2 separate regions of the Sus scrofa genome follow, and region 1 is linked to region 2. A link is a contact called in public Hi-C data. All regions are on one chromosome and are shown on one strand. Each heading gives the region's core, a stretch centred on a gene start, on an enhancer-like site or on the middle of the called end of the contact. The rest is flanking DNA. Distances are from core to core; before and after follow the strand shown. Region 1 has its middle 31 kb from the start of DMRTA2. Region 2 overlaps FAF1 (FAS-associated factor 1).

Region 1 (2,892 bases), core at 25-2,524, 280 kb after region 2:
AAATTGTGATATAAAAATTATCTTCCATACAGCAAAAAACCTGAGAGGAAAAAAATCCCTTCATGTTATAATTCATAGTAGTTTTTTAGTAGAGCATTACAATTAAGATATTAAATTATAAATTCACATGGTATATTTAAAAATTAAATTATAGAGTAATACAAATACTTAAAAAAAAATCTTTTTAGGGCTGCACCCAAGGCATAGGGAGGTTCCCAGGCTAAAGGTCAAATTGGAGCTGTAGCCACTGGCCTACACCACAGCTGCCGCAACACAGGCTCCTAGCCGCATCTGCGACCTACATCATAGCTCATGGCAGTGCTGGATTCTTAACCCACTGAGCGAGGCCAGGGATCGAACCTGCATCCTCATAAATGCTAGTCAGATTGGTTTCCACTGAATCACAACAGGAACTCTAATACAAATACTTTTAAGTTGTGATGTGCCAATAAAGTTCAAAATTTTATCACTGATTGGGACTCAGAACTCAGAATAGGCCAACAGTTTAGATGATTCTGTGATCTGCGTAAAGGTTAGAAGGAGCAAGGAGGAGGAAGATGTCTGTAAATAAATTATTTCACAGAAAAAACTTAAATTTTTTTTTTTCTCTCTCTCTCTCTCAGCTGAGCGCTTGGCATGTGGAAGTTCCCAAGCCAGAGATGGAACCTGAGCGGCAGCAGTGACGCTATAAAATCCTCAACTGTTAGGCCACCAGGGAACTCTGAAAAAACTGAAAAAAAAAAAAGAAAAAAAGATAATTAATTTTAAATGGATAAGTTAATGTTCTAACCTGTTGGCACAATGTACAAAAACACAATAATGATAGTTTGTGTTTATAGAGTGTTTACTACCTTCTCTTCTAGCACTTTACACGTTATTTCATTTAACCTACATGACAACCCTGTGAGGTAGACAAGGAAAAAGAGGCAGACAAGTTAACCCAGCCAGAAAACAGCTTAGTGCCAATTCCTTTACATCTGACCATGTCCTTTCTCTTCCTCAGTGTCCTCATCTGTGAAATGGGTTCTCAAGCCTGTCGCGTGAGCAAGCAGCATCTTGAAGGATCACTGTTACAGTCAGGGCTTTGTTCCCCTGTGGCTCTGGGGCTTCCAGCCTTGCCCTCACCCAGTGGCTATCTCCCCTCCCTTCGTTTTACTGTATTCGCTTTCATCCTCTCTTTCGGTCGTAATTTTCTAGATCTCTCCAGGGCTTTCTCCCAGTCTCTTCCCCTTCCCACCCCAACCCAAGACCCTGGGTTTTCTCCGCCTGTCCTCTGCTGCCCCCGTGTGGCCCAAAGTGGAAAGGCCGCTCCTCGCGGACCGCGCTCCCGGGGCCTCCGCGCTCCCGGGGCCTCCGCGCTCCCGGGGCCTCCGCGCTCCCGGGGCCTCCGCGCTCCCGGGGCCTCCGCGCTCCCGGGGCCTCCGCGCTCCCGGGGCCTCCGCTGAGGCTGAGCACAGGGAGATGCAGAAGCGGTGCCGCGCTGGAGGCTCACCGTCCGCCTCCTTCCGACTAGGTGGGGGTTTGGCACCCAGCTCTGGACTTGGTTCGCCCCTGGCTCTATCTGACCTCTGGGTGCGCGGGAGGGACAGAGGCCTACCTCTAACCTCGGGTCTGTGTGGACACCCCACCCCCGACCCCGAGTGGCTGTGGTCGCCGCCGCCGCGCGCCTCCTTCCTGAGCCTCAACCCGGAGGAGCGCTGCGCCCCCGGTGCTTGAGCCTCCCCGCTGTCTCTAGAATTAGGTGAAATTGGAACCCAGGACCGATGATGGTCTTTGCCTAGCTTCCTTCACCCTTGGACGACTCTCCCCGCCACCGAAGGTCACAGTGGTGACAGTGTGTAGGCAGACGGATGTATTCGCCTTCACAGCACGTGGCCCATGAGCGGCAGCGCACGGACCCAGACCCCTGGCGTCTCTGAATACTTTTCTTGCACCATCCAGCCCTTTCCCAGACCTTAGGTATTCCCGTCAGAAGCCTGATGAACAACAGCCTCTTCTTAGATGGTTTTACGTGGCTTCACACTATTCCACTCACGTGCTTAAATATATTTTAAAATTGTACGAGCAATGTATTAAATATACTTTAAAATTGCAGGAGCAATGTGCGGTCGTTGCAGAAAGATTAGAAAGCCCAGCAAAGACTTCCGAATAAAAATGACAGGTTGTACAAGAACGCTCTTTCCTGAAATTCCATGAAAATGACAGCAAAGAGATTTGATTAATATATTTAAAACCGCAAGGACAAAGAGAGCAGGAGAGGAGACGCCAGCAGCAGCAGCATTTGGGAAGCAGGGAGCGGAGAGCACATCTGAATCAAAAGACTTCAGAAAGCTGCCTCTCACACCCCAGTGTCTGTACAAGCAACTGGATTTACATTGGGAAAGCCCAAAGGCTCAGGCCCTTGGAAGTAGGTGGGCTGGAAACAAAGAGCAGGTAGACACCCTGATTCGCGCTCCGCCCCCGCCTCCCCGGTGCTGCCAGATGACCTTCTCCCCAAGTGGGCAGAAAACTAGAGGTATATTCTTTGGAGAGGGTAAAACAGAGTCTCTGAGCGGGGGGCAGGGGGGACTCGAGGGTGGGAAAACAGGAGATTAAGTGAATGTTCACATCTGAGTGTTGAGTCCCCAGCGCAACACCCCGTTCCCTGCCCCGCCTTGGCTCCTGGCACCTGGCAGCTAGGCAAACACCTGTAGGCAGGAAGTTGGAATTTGATCCTGGGAAGAGGGCCAGCGCCTAAGGAAATGGCCCAGGCAGACCCCGGCTGCCTCCAGCCCAGGATGCCCGCTGTCCACAAGCCCCACCCATGTGCACACAGCTCTCAATCAGCTTTCTCATTTTTTCTTTTAACTATTTATTTTTATTTTTGCCTAATTTCAGACTTAGAGAAAAATT
Region 2 (2,933 bases), core at 101-2,600:
GTTGCAGACGCAGCTCAGATCCTGCATTGAAGTGGCTGTGGTGTAGGCCGGCAGCTGCAGCTCCGATTCCACCCCTAGCCTGGGAACTTCCATATGCTGCAGGTGCAGCCCTAAAAGGACAAATAATAAGAACAATAGTAGTAGTAGTAGTAGTGGTTGTGGTGGTGGTGGTGGTAGTAGTAGTAGTAGTTTCAAATTTCTGTTCTTCAAGAACTGATATTTCACTTGGAATTGAACAAGTCTTTGAGTATACATTTTAATAGCGTATTTGGAATTTAATATAATTGACAAATTTCGTTTTCTTGGAGAAAGTACACATGCAGTTAATAGCACATGAGTTGTAGAAATTCTCATGTATGCAAAGTATTTGTAATTGAAATTTAAAAACACCTTGGTGGAGAAGGAGTTAACAGGTTAGCTCCCCTTGGTTGTTCTCAGCATGTTCTCCTGCCTTTAGGAGCTGAAAAGATGATAACATTGGGCCCGGACATGCCTTTGTGGCGGTTATGGTACTCCTGGGGTTTTTGCAGCTAACTGTAAAGCAAGCTAGAACTTGTTCATCTCAGAGTTCCTTGTTTTTCTTTCAACCCTTTCAGTGCCCTGCAGGAGTCATTAAATCAAAACTTCATGCTGATCATCACCCACCGAGAAGTCCAGCGGGAGTACAACCTGAACTTCTCAGGAAGCAGTACCATTCAAGAGGTGAGTTATGTCTCACAGCTAAGGAATAAAGGTAGCTCATTATAGCTAATGTTGACCCTGTTAAAGAGGGCTTATCTATTCTGGTTGGAAACTCTATTTATGTTTCATTATTGGGTTCTTTATTTTAATTAACTGGAGCATCAATGATTACTGTAGATATATTAAATGACTTGACCTAGAAAGATAGATGTTGTAAATGAAAGCTCTTGATAATTCTTAAAATAGTCAAGTCTTAAAACCTTGCTTAAAACTTATTGTTATATATTTCACATTTTTATAGTAATTATTCAGAATATTAATTTAGAAATTATTGACAGCATGCATTTTCCAGCATGCTTATATTTTATTTGAAAGGTTGCTCTTGAATATATTATTTATAATGTGTATCCTGCCTGTTTCCAAAAGGAATTTGAGGAGGCTTTTCTTAAGCAGCTCAATTCCAGCCTTGGGCAGTATTCCTGACATACTGTTGGGAGACTCAGTCATTTTAGATCACAGTGTCTGAGAATAATCTATTTATAGTATCAATATTTTCTTCATCATGGCCAACCAGGGCCACTGTTTCAAAAAAGAACCTTCCCCAAGAGAGAAGAGGTATCTTGTAAGTGACCCCACCCACCTAAATTATCTCCTTAGGGGAAAAAATGTGTAAGGCTATGATAAAAACTTGTGCCTAGAAACAGTGAAATGATGATTATGTCACATTACCCCTTGTTAGGAAGGCAACAACTTGTCGACTCATGTTTTTTATAAAGAAAATTAATCATGCTTAATCTTGGATTATTTCATAATTTTTTTTCTTGGACTGCATTGCTTAAACTAATTATAATGCCATATTAAAAAGAACAAGTTGTTTTTACCATAATCATTTTTCAGAAGTATATGAATTGTTTCAGCAATGGTTGGACTGTTAGTGGTTTCCTTTTTTCGTGTTTTATCAATAAAGTTCAGCTTCTGAATTTAGCATAAATAACTCATTACTTAAAGTTTATTTTCTTTGTTTACCACTTGAATAGTTTGTTGACTAGTAACTAAGATCTTTAAAATTTTTCTTGGCCTCTAATTCGAATCATAGGTTTTAAGTTATTTGATTTTTTCCAGGATTTTAAATATATTAATTTCCCTTTCCCTATAATGATGTTACATTTTTAATTTAAAATTTTAATTCTTTGAAGAATCATTGTTGTTTTTTTACATTAAATATAATGTTTAACAACGGCCCCATCACAGAGTTATTGTAGGAACCTCATGATTGTGGAATTTAAATTACATATTGAACAAAAGTAAGAAATTTACTTTCAAAATAAATATCCCCAGTTTCATCAAGAAAAGCAAAGATAATAGGTAAATTTCATTCTGTTGTTGATTTATTTTTTTAATTGAAGACTAGTATAATTCATGAAGGTAAACCTAGAATATTTCTCTTTCTGAATGAAATTTTTGAATTTCTTTCCTAATGTAAAGCCAAAATTTTACCTTTTTTTTTTTTTTGGATTTTTGTTTTAACATTTTCCAGTTTCTATAGTTTGAGTGTGTTTCAACTTTCTCCCACAAGAGGGCGGAGAGGACTATTAAACTGATAGTCTAAAAATGCCATTCAGTGTTTTCAAATTAGCTTCTCTTATATTAACAAAAAGGAGCATAATGGCCAAGTTATTGTTTGATTTACAGATAATTGGCATATTGCAAGGAGGAGACTTAATTTCACCCTTTTAAATTAAACAGGGAGATTTAAAAAGACATAAAATATTCATTAATGTTCGGTGATTATAAAGTAGTGGCATATATTTATTTTGCCTTTATTACTGTTTCGATGGGAAAATACTGCAAATATTTCCGAAATCGAGTTGGCCATACTGACAAGTTGAAATGTTTAAGCAACGTTAATGCAATCTGCTCACACCTGATATCCTATTCAGAATGATTCAAAATGACTACATCAATTATTAAAAAAATTTTTTTAAATTCTGTAAGTGTGCCATTGTACGCCACAGTTGGCTGAAACTGTTCTCCGTGGCCTACTATTTAGATTATCAAATATATTCTAAGCTTCAAGGACTTGAAAACAGTAAATCTTTTTTATGCCATTTTCTAAGTGAAAAATATCCTGAAAATATTTTTGCAAAGATAGATATCCTTATGCATTTCTCAACAGCAGTTTTTGGTTTCTTCTTTTTTTCTTTTTTCTTTTTTTCCTTTTTTAAAAGTTGACTTAATATTTTGAGCAAGGG

Evidence for each region. A called contact is a pair of places that touch in the nucleus more often than the background predicts.
Region 1: a Hi-C map of fetal liver shows a contact between it and region 2, with 3 times the contacts expected there. The contact joins two enhancer-like sites. A contact is called at or near these places in 2 of 5 promoter capture datasets (fetal liver and liver), 20 of 47 Hi-C or Micro-C datasets (alveolar macrophages, embryonic fibroblasts, epiblast stem cells and 12 more) and 1 of 2 datasets of contacts at active chromatin or transcription factors (skeletal muscle).

Annotation. Positions count from the first base shown.
Region 1 is chr6:161,646,542-161,649,433 of Sscrofa11.1, forward strand. No RefSeq gene overlaps it. Among named protein-coding and RNA genes, the nearest start is that of DMRTA2, 31 kb to the left of the region's middle. Within about 2 kb of position 1,275, at least 15 of the 83 cell types and tissues checked have an H3K27ac peak or open chromatin away from gene starts, as enhancers often do. A contact at or near this core is called in fetal liver, where this site is marked.
Region 2 is chr6:161,364,376-161,367,308 of Sscrofa11.1, forward strand. It overlaps FAF1 (FAS-associated factor 1), which reads left to right. Exons shown (of 19, transcript XM_021097816.1): 7 at 597-702. Among named protein-coding and RNA genes, the nearest start is that of FAF1, 190 kb to the left of the region's middle. Within about 2 kb of position 1,351, at least 1 of the 83 cell types and tissues checked has an H3K27ac peak or open chromatin away from gene starts, as enhancers often do. A contact at or near this core is called in fetal liver, where this site is marked.